2 separate regions of the Mus musculus genome follow, and region 1 is linked to region 2. Evidence: chromatin contacts called from public Hi-C data. All regions are on one chromosome and are shown on one strand. Each heading gives the region's core, a stretch centred on a gene start, on an enhancer-like site or on the middle of the called end of the contact. The rest is flanking DNA. Distances are from core to core; before and after follow the strand shown.

Region 1 (4,578 bases), core at 905-3,404, 110 kb after region 2:
TTCCTTTTAGGAATGATACAGGCATTCTGCAACTGACTATGGTGAAGGTTATATAATTCTAAAACAGTTGTCATACAAACTTTAAGTGGGTGAACTGAATGGTTTATGAATTGTAACTGAAGAAAATTAACTTTAAAAAAAAATTAGGTTGAACCACTCCCTTATAACCAGAAATTGAGCAAAATATTTGTTCAACATGGTTCTCTTTCTCTCTCTCTCCGTCCCTTTCCCTCTCCCTCTCTCTCTCTCTGTGTGTGTGTGTGTGTGTGTGTGCATGTGTTTGTGTTTGCATGTGAGCGCGTGCACACATGCACCTTGGAGGGAATGCTGCATTCACTGGGACCGCTGGGTAGACTGGGTGAGAAGATGGCATTGAGCTAACAGGCAGCAGCATTTGAAATGAGTCGAACTGAGGACGGCTGGATAATTCTGTAGGTGCAGGTAGAAGGGATGAGCTGATGGGGTGGTTTATGTTTTCAGAAGAAAGCACTCAAGGATGGATCTTACAAGATGAATTTACAATAAATATTACAATAAATACAGCTTGAGCTTACCTCCTTCATAAACCGTTCAAATTCTTCATCAAGGTCTACTTTGAAATAGTGAGCCATGGTTAGTAATTTTCACGTCACAAAGCAAGTATCTTAAAATTATTCACAGCATTGGAAACACTAAATGACAGAAACAGATGGAAAAATAAACACCTCTGGAGGAAAACAATCATTAAACATCATTAAAACAACACTACTTTAAACTTCAACTTCTCAAGACAGTTTTATATATGTACACACATATATATGATGTAACTTGACAGTTATATTGCAATTACGAGACACCATTGGAGGTCTAATTCATTGAAGCTAACTGACTTGGGAAAGTAGCTTATGAAGTATGTCTTCTCAAGGTTGATCATTACATTTCATCCAGTCGCTAAGAGGTGGGCTCCAGGATCTTTTCCACTGTATATGTATTTGTCTCTGCTAATACCTCTCAGAATCCAGGTCCTCACAGAGAATATTAAAAAAAAAAAAATTAAAAGAGCAGGAGTGGAAAGACTAATATTTTTTCTTGTAAAGCACAGTATACAGGTTGTGCTTCCGGATTCACGTATTTTCAAATTAAGGGTTTTGCAAAATAGACTTTCTATAATCAGGATTTTTTTCCAGACATAAACTAAGTGAATTTATAAGACTCAGAATATAATAAAGAATTTAGTGGTGCATCCCAGAGATTTCTACACTTAGGAGACAGACAGCTCTTTAGTTGGGAGGTTAGCCTGAGTTACAAGCCTGAATTTCAGGTTAGTCTGAGCTATATAGTGCAATCCTGTCTTAAAACATCCCCAACGAGCACAGAATACCCTTGGAAGTTAATGACACACATTAACTACTATTTATGTTTCTCTTGAAGCAAAGGCAGGCTAAAAGAAACAATGCCGCGAGCACCTTTAATGGGATCTAGTCAAGTTGTCTCAAAGCTGGACTTCAGCTAGGAGAGGCCATCTTCAGATCTGTCCTAAACCTTTGGATTTAACTCTTTAGGGCAACACGAACAAACGCTAGTTTTCTTTTCTAAGGGACGGCAGCAGGTTTGCCCACCATCTTTCAGTGGAATACTTAGTGCTTTTATTTGCATTTTCGACTAAGAGGTCTTAGGGTCAGGATGAGGAGTTGGACAAACAGGTTAGTCAGAGGCAAACCCCACGAAAGGGCCCTCAGCTCAGTCCAGGCTGCAGGAAGCGCAGATTTGGGGGCTAGCTCGAAGCAAAGACTTGGAGTCCCGACAGAGGAGCGGAGTAATGCGCAAAACAAAGTTCGGAGACCCTGCCTGAGGTACAACCTGGAAACAACAACAGGGTCGCAGACAGCCACAACGCCTCACCTACCTGCTCCTGGGAGCCCGCGCTCTCCCGGAAAGTCCCGGCGAGCGGGCTGTTGTCAGGGCAACAGACCCCTACAGGCGGGCTCCCGGGTGTCACGTGATCCTGCCTGCCACGTGACCCAGGGAGCAGCCAGACAAGCTGTCAGTCTTCTGGTGACTCTCAAATAAAGATTGGAACCTTCACGGCTCTGCAGGATGTGGCGGCCGTAAGGGACGTGGGCGCGGCAGCAGTGTGCACATCCCGCTTTCTCTTACTCCCGGAAATCCCGAGCTCAGCTAGCCGGCCGGGAAGACCCAGGCGCAAGCGCACCATCTAGAGCCAGCGCGTGGCTTTCTGGGAGTTGTAGTTTAGTCCCTTTGTGCTCGTCCTTCCGCAGCGAGCTGCTCTTCTTTCCAGCCTTTCCCACCCTTTTCATTTGAAGGCTACTGTCCAGGTTGAAAGTTTTAAAAACGGTGTAAGAGGGTTGATTTCCTTCAAGTAATAAGCCTTGTGTGGGTGTTATGAGAAAAGTACAAATGCATTAGAAATAATTCCGGTGTTAGAAGAGATGTCCGCCACCCAGTGGACAAGCATTTGAAAATACACAATACCAAGATTCTCAGTGAGAGCCTTGCACTAGTTCAGCAGCTCTGGTTTTTCTGGTATCCTGCTTTTCAAAGCTCTCTTCTGCAGTGGTTTGCTTGAGTTTTTATTTTATTTTACTTTTTTACCCGCTCTCTCTCTCCTCTTTCTTTCGCTCTCTGGATACGTATACACAGGCACACCAAATCAGAAGACAACATTTTGGAATGAAAGTAAAATCTTCAAACAGTAAAGGTCTTTGCCTCTGGTATACATAGTTCTGTACCTCCTTTCTGGCCTGAACTTTTCACTCAACAATGCATATTGACATCTGAGTGTGTACAAGCCAGAAACTATCCGATTAAAATGCAATAATAGAGACCTGTTTTAAGCTACCATTTTAAGCTTGGTGAGAGCATTATGTACATTATTTAAATTTTACAATTTACAAGTCAACTTAATTCAGCTTATGGCTTTTCTTTTAGTACATACTGAATTGAGCACATTCCATGCCCTATAGACGTGGGTTCCGTGAAGCAGACAAGTAGCCCAGACAACTGTTAAAGGAGTGCGGCAAGAAGAGCTATGGTGGCTAGTCATGTACACAAGCTGAGAAAGTTGGGGGATTTTTTTCCACTTGAGGTCTCATTTCAGTCTCACTCACCATAGTTATTTTTTACCATCAACTTGTTAGGGTCCAAGATCTTGGGAGAATGATACCCTAAACTAAGTAGTATGCAAAAGCAAAGAATGTTTATTCAGCAGAATTTCCTGCAAGGAGGGGTCTCCTCATTCAGGAATGGACACATGTAGTGAGTGGGCTTGCAGGCCTAGCTTTTATATTTGTCAGTTAGGGGAATTCCAGGGAGGAATTTGTGCCATTTTGCCTTGATTGGTTAGCTCTATCTCTAGAAGTTTGACTGATTCTACAATTGGTTAGGGCTCTGGAGACTTCCCAGGTTTGGGGTGGGGAGGGATCTCTTATCCATTCTAGATACCTATTCTTACTTCAGGCCAGATGACAAGGTGTCCACAGATTGGCTGCCTGTGGCTTGGTTTGCTGACCACAGGTTCCTGGACTTAGGGTCTCATTTCTGGGAAACAGAAAGTTAGGCCTCGTCTCCCAAACTGTTAGTTTATTTTCACCTTATCCATCTTTCGTTAGATTTTCCAATTCAGCTTTACCCGCACCAGACTACTAAAACAATTCTTGGTGGGGGTTGCTAATTTTCTCATAGGGTGTTGCAAGATTGTAGAAAACAAATTTCTATGACATAACCTTAGTTAATATGAAAACCCTATTTGTGCTTGTTCTAGATTTCCCTTTGAGCTCTAGTGTTCTCTTACGCGCGTTTGCGACCGGCCAGGAAAGACGCAACAAGCCAGAATCTTCTGCGGCAAAGCTTTATTGCTTACTCAGGAGCAAGAGAGGAAGAGCGCGGCAGAGAGAGGCAGAGAGGAAGAGAGAGAGAGACGCAGAGAGAGGCAGAGAGAGGGGCAGAGAGAGAGAGGCAGAGAGCAGAGGAAGAGAGCAGAGGAAAAGACGAAGAGAAAGAGACAAAGAGACGAAGAGACGAAGAGAGGGAGTGCCAGAACCCCGTCCCTTTTAAGGAGAATTATCCTCCACCTAGGACGTGTCACTCCCTGATTGGCTGCAGCCCATCGGCCTAGTTGTCATCACGAGAAAGGCAGAGCACATGGCGGGAAAACTGCCCCTGCACATGTGCAGATTATTTACTACTTAGAACACAGCTGTCAGCGCCATCTTATAATGGCAAATGTGAGTGCGGCTCCCCACAGTGTTCTATGTATGATAACCTAATTCATATATATTCACATAATACCCTAGAAACATCTCTCTGTAGACCAAGCTGGCCTCCAACTCAGAGATCCATATGCCTCTACCTCTTCAGTGCATGCACTATGCCCACCACACACTAGAGCCATCTCTAAAGTAATAGAAGCCTTGCGTTTTTGCTTGTGTGTATGCATGTGTGTGAGAACACCTGAGTGTGCATGTATATGGAGGTCATAGGTTGACGATTGGATGTCTTCTTCAACTGTTTTCTACCTAATCCATTAAGGCAAGGTCTCTCACTAGAGCCCAGCGCTTACGATTGACTAGTCTAGCTATC
Region 2 (4,348 bases), core at 232-2,731:
CACAAGGCCCCCAATGGAGGAGCTAGAGAAAGTACCCAAGGAGCTAAAGGGATCTGCAATCCTATAGGTGGAACAACAATATGAACTAACCAGTACCCCCCTGGAGCTCGTGTCTCTAGCTGCATATGAATCAAAAAAAAGGCCTAGTTGGCCATCAGTGGAAAGAGAGGCCCATTAGTCGTGCAAACTTTATATGCCTCAGTACAGGGGAACGCCAAGGCCAAGAAGTGGGAGTGGGTGGGTGGGGGAGTGGGTGGGGGAGTGTGTGTGGGACTTTTGGGATAGCATTGGAAATGTAAATGAAATAAATACCCAATAAAAAAAGAGAAAAAACAAAACAAAACAAAAATAGTGAAACTACTTAAAAAAAACTATGAATCAGCTTTCTCAGATATCATTTCCAGGAATCCTTTTCTGGCAGGGCCTTCCCATGCAGTTCTCTCAGCATCCCTCTCAGTTTCCCGCTTGGGTTTCTTTCTGTAGCTGTCCTGGAACTCTTTCTGTGGACCAGACTAGCCTCGAATTCAAAGAGTGCTGGAATTAAAGGTATTGCACCATTGCTGCTCAGTTTATGTTTTCTTATTTATAAAACCAATATGGCCGTGGATCTTCTCATGTGGCACACACACACACACACACACACACACACACACACACTAAGGGACATCTCAGAGACTGGCTCTAAGGCATTGTTCTTTCCCCATACACAAGCCTGGTTGTTCTCTCACCTCCGTGTTACAGAGTAACTCTAACTCTGAACCCCCCACTCCCACCCCCACCCCCACCCCACTCCCGCTCCCCAACTGCCCTATTTTCTTTTTGTATTTTTGCCCACACTTTACTCAAATAGCCCTAGTTGTATTTATTGGCAATGTTTATTGTCTGTCTCTTTACTAGATACATCCTTTGGAAAGCTGGTGTTTGGCACCGGATACAGATTGAATGAACAAACAGATGCAGAACTTCGTCTGTCTGTCAGGGAGCATGGCTGTTAACTTGAAGCCTGCTCCCAGCCCCCTGCTAACTCTTTGGGGTCAGTCTGAAGGGTGTTTGATGCCCCTTGGCATCTGTACCTATAGTATGGAGGAGGCACCCAAAATCCAAGATAGTAATTGAAGCAGTGCATTCTGTAGAACTCTAGCCTCGCTGAACTTGAACGCAAGGCTGAGAATAACTGGCCTCTCTGTTCATGTGGCCCCATTTCATCTTGATCAGCTCATGAGAGCTTGTACCCAAAGCTGACCTTAAGACACCCACTACAGAGCCGGAGAGGATAAAGTGTCCCTGGACATCTTTTCTTTCCTTTGCTCGTTGCAGGTTCTTACACACACTGGGTGGTGGTGGTTCATGTGGATCCCTAAGGTTGGGAAGGCGGCTCAGGAGCTCAGCTACAGCCTCTGTGCCCAGTGCCGCCTCCGCCGCTAGGTCGCGAGCGCGCGTCTCCACCGCACCGCGGCGCAGGGAGCGACTTGCACAGCTCTGTTCACTGGCGGCGGCGGCACGGCGGCGGTGAGGCTCGAGCACCGGAGGAGCTGAACCGTGTAAAGCCTGCGGTAACCCAGGACAGGACGGGGTGAGGGGCTAGCCTGGGGTCCGGGTGCCTTTCAGTCTGCATGCGTGTTGGGATTGGAGTGGGTGAAGATGAGAAGGGTGGGAAAGAGTTATATCGGGGTTCAGACCTAGAATAGCTTGCTGGTCTTTTGAAGGACTCCTAAGTTCGAAGCCTGCTTTGCTGCTGAGATCACCCCTTGCGGCCCAAGGAGTCAGGAAATCCTGCATATAGCTCCGCGGGCTGAGCTGAGCATCCAGGGGGCGCAGGGCACCACGACCCAGCCACACCCTCTGCCGCAGGTGAGAAACTTTCCCGCCGCCGCCAGGGTCTGGGGAACCTGCACCTTCAGACCAAGGGTGTGGTCCCCCGGCCCCAGGATGCGCGCCCCCTGCAGTGTGTCTGTTTCTCAGGATTAACCTGCGTAGATAGGTTTGTTCAGATTGGAGAGCCAGCGGGTGGTGGGTCACCTTACCCGTGAGGCTGCAGTTGCAAGTCCCTGCTGCGTCCTTCTCTGCCCCGTTCTGTGTACTGAACCGGGGAAGGCCTTCTGAGAGCAAGTGCGACAGAAAACTGTTCTGATGGATGCTTCGGTTCCCACAGCGCTTTAGATGACATGGAGCCCCGGATATTGTACTCGATTTAACCTGTCAACGATGAAGCAATCGGGCATGTTTTGAGAGCAAAAGAAGCTTGGAAGAAGGTGTCCCTGGCGATCCAGGGAAGAGAGAGAAAGGAACTGTCACACATAAATTAATCCTTAAGGAACTGTCCCCTCCCCCAAGTAAGTAGTAGTATTTCCAGCACACAGGTGAAAAAAGATGAGAGAGCTAAGTATATATTTTTTAACCCGACTCCACAAGCTAACCGTGGGGGCGGAGAGAGATCTGAAAACTAACGCTGCGATTCCAGGCAGGGAGCACAGCAGCATAAACAGGTACCAGAAAACGGCCCCGGGATGCGAGGATCCATCCAATCAGACCGGCTCTGATGTTAATAGCATGGTGGCAGTACTGACCTGACGGGGTAAGGGGGTGGGGCGAGGATAACTAGCTCCTTCCGGAAGGCAGAGTACTTGGAGAATACTTGGAGAGGTCTTGAAGTCCGAAAGGAGCAGTTTGAAGCCTGAGTAGCTAGCACCCTGGAACAGTGAAAGCGTTTTAGAGTCACCTCGCACAGGTGTGAGGGAGGGGAATAGAGCCAGGAGACTTTTCAAAAGATGGAAACAGTCTCCCAGAACAAACGCTTTTAAAAGATGGCTCAGGACTACCCAGGAAAGCATTCCCAGAGGGAATTTATAGCTAACTGGGCTGTGGATGAGGGCTTGCCATCTCCACACTTCTACAAACGTGAGTGATGAGTCATTAAGGTAATGATGCTAGCCTCGTAGGTGGCAACCAGCATTTTGAAAACATGGGGTTCAATAGAATAGACTTGTGCGCGCACTCTGTGTGCATGTGCATCGCGTGTTATTTCCGTGTTGTTCATCCTGCTCTCCTAGCCTCCCCTCTAGGCTGACCCGCCTCTGCTCACCCAGGGTCTTCTTTTACTTTGCAAATGACATCGGTTTCACATTCTCCCAGTTTCTATTGGCTAGCTGATGCTGGGGGCATTTGACCACTCAGAAGCCACTGAAATCTGAATGTTTGGGATCTGAAAGATCTGTAGAGTGACTCGCTGAGGCGCTTCCTCATCTATGGTCTGTCTCCTTTAGTCTCAGGCCAAAGTGACCGTTATCCCCATACAGCAGAGGACCTACAGATACATTGGAGTCACCAACCCTACCATGGTAGACAATATAAAGTGCATCTAGCTTTGTAGAATCTTGGACGGCAACCTCCTGCTATATCAAACAACAGGCCAGGCTAGGGTGGGGTGGGGGAGGGGCGGGGGCAAATCGAGTAAGTAGGGCTCTGTCTCTGTGCCTTTTCCTTCTTGGTACCACTTACTCTGACAGAGATATATGGTGGTGGGAGACACTGATTAAAGCTGCAGTGACTACAGATCTGAGGGGAACTGTATGGGCAAAAGATACTAATCCTAGAATTTTGGGCACACAGTCAGGTTGAAGTGCTAGCTCTACATCAAGGTTCAGAGACAGTTTTAAAATAGAGGACACAGGGCTGGAGAGATGACTAGGTGGTTAAGAGCACTGGCTGCCCTTCCAAAGGACCTGGGTTCAGTTCCCAGCATCCAAACTGTCCATAATGCCAGTCCTAGAGGATCTGACAGTTCTTCTGGCTTCCCTGGGCACTGCACACTCGTAGTTAGTAGAGTACTTGCCAGATAAGTGTGATGCCTGAACTCAGGTCCCTAGCATGCACATTAAAAATGCCAGATGCTGCGGCTGTGATTTAGCTGTTACAGAGGGAGAGACAGGGGGCTCGCTGGCCCGCTAGCCTTTAGAAATCACTGAGCTTCAGACTTGAGAAAGATTCTGTGTCCAAAAGGTGGAGTGCAATAGAAGAAGTCTCTTGCTTCCCCACACAAACATGCACACACATGCGTACACACACACACACACACACACAGAGAGAGAGAGAGAGAGAGAGAGAGAGAGAGAGAGAGAGAGAGTCAGATGAATTGCATAGATTTGTAAATTCCATTGCTTAAGAAACTGAAGTACAGGGATATGGTTGAGGCCATTGTGGGCTACACAGTGGGTCCTTGTCTCAAAGAGTTGGGGGTGGAGGCAGAGGTAGGAAGAGGAGAGGAGAGGAGAGGAGAGGCGAGGCGAGGCGAGGCGAGGCGAGGCGAGGCGAGGCGAGGCGAGGCGAGAAGAGAAGAGAAGAGAAGAGA

Evidence for each region. A called contact is a pair of places that touch in the nucleus more often than the background predicts.
Region 1: a Hi-C map of reprogramming fibroblasts shows a contact between it and region 2, with 2.2 times the contacts expected there. The contact joins the promoter of Cep162 here to the promoter of Mrap2 in region 2. A contact is called at or near these places in 3 of 39 promoter capture datasets (embryonic stem cells, epiblast stem cells and liver), 9 of 484 Hi-C or Micro-C datasets (Sertoli cells, cerebral cortex, embryonic stem cells and 5 more), 2 of 115 datasets of contacts at active chromatin or transcription factors (bone marrow-derived macrophages and embryonic stem cells) and 2 of 9 other capture datasets (adipose tissue and pancreatic islet).

What each region holds. Positions count from the first base shown.
Region 1 is chr9:87,253,378-87,257,955 of GRCm38.p6, forward strand. Cep162 (centrosomal protein 162) reads right to left here and starts at 2,155. Exons shown (of 27, transcript NM_199316.2): 1 at 1,886-2,155; 2 at 555-671. The coding sequence starts at 611.
Region 2 is chr9:87,142,825-87,147,172 of GRCm38.p6, forward strand. It overlaps Mrap2 (melanocortin 2 receptor accessory protein 2), which reads left to right and starts at 1,482. Exons shown (of 5, transcript NM_001177731.1): 1 at 1,482-1,573; 2 at 1,707-1,851.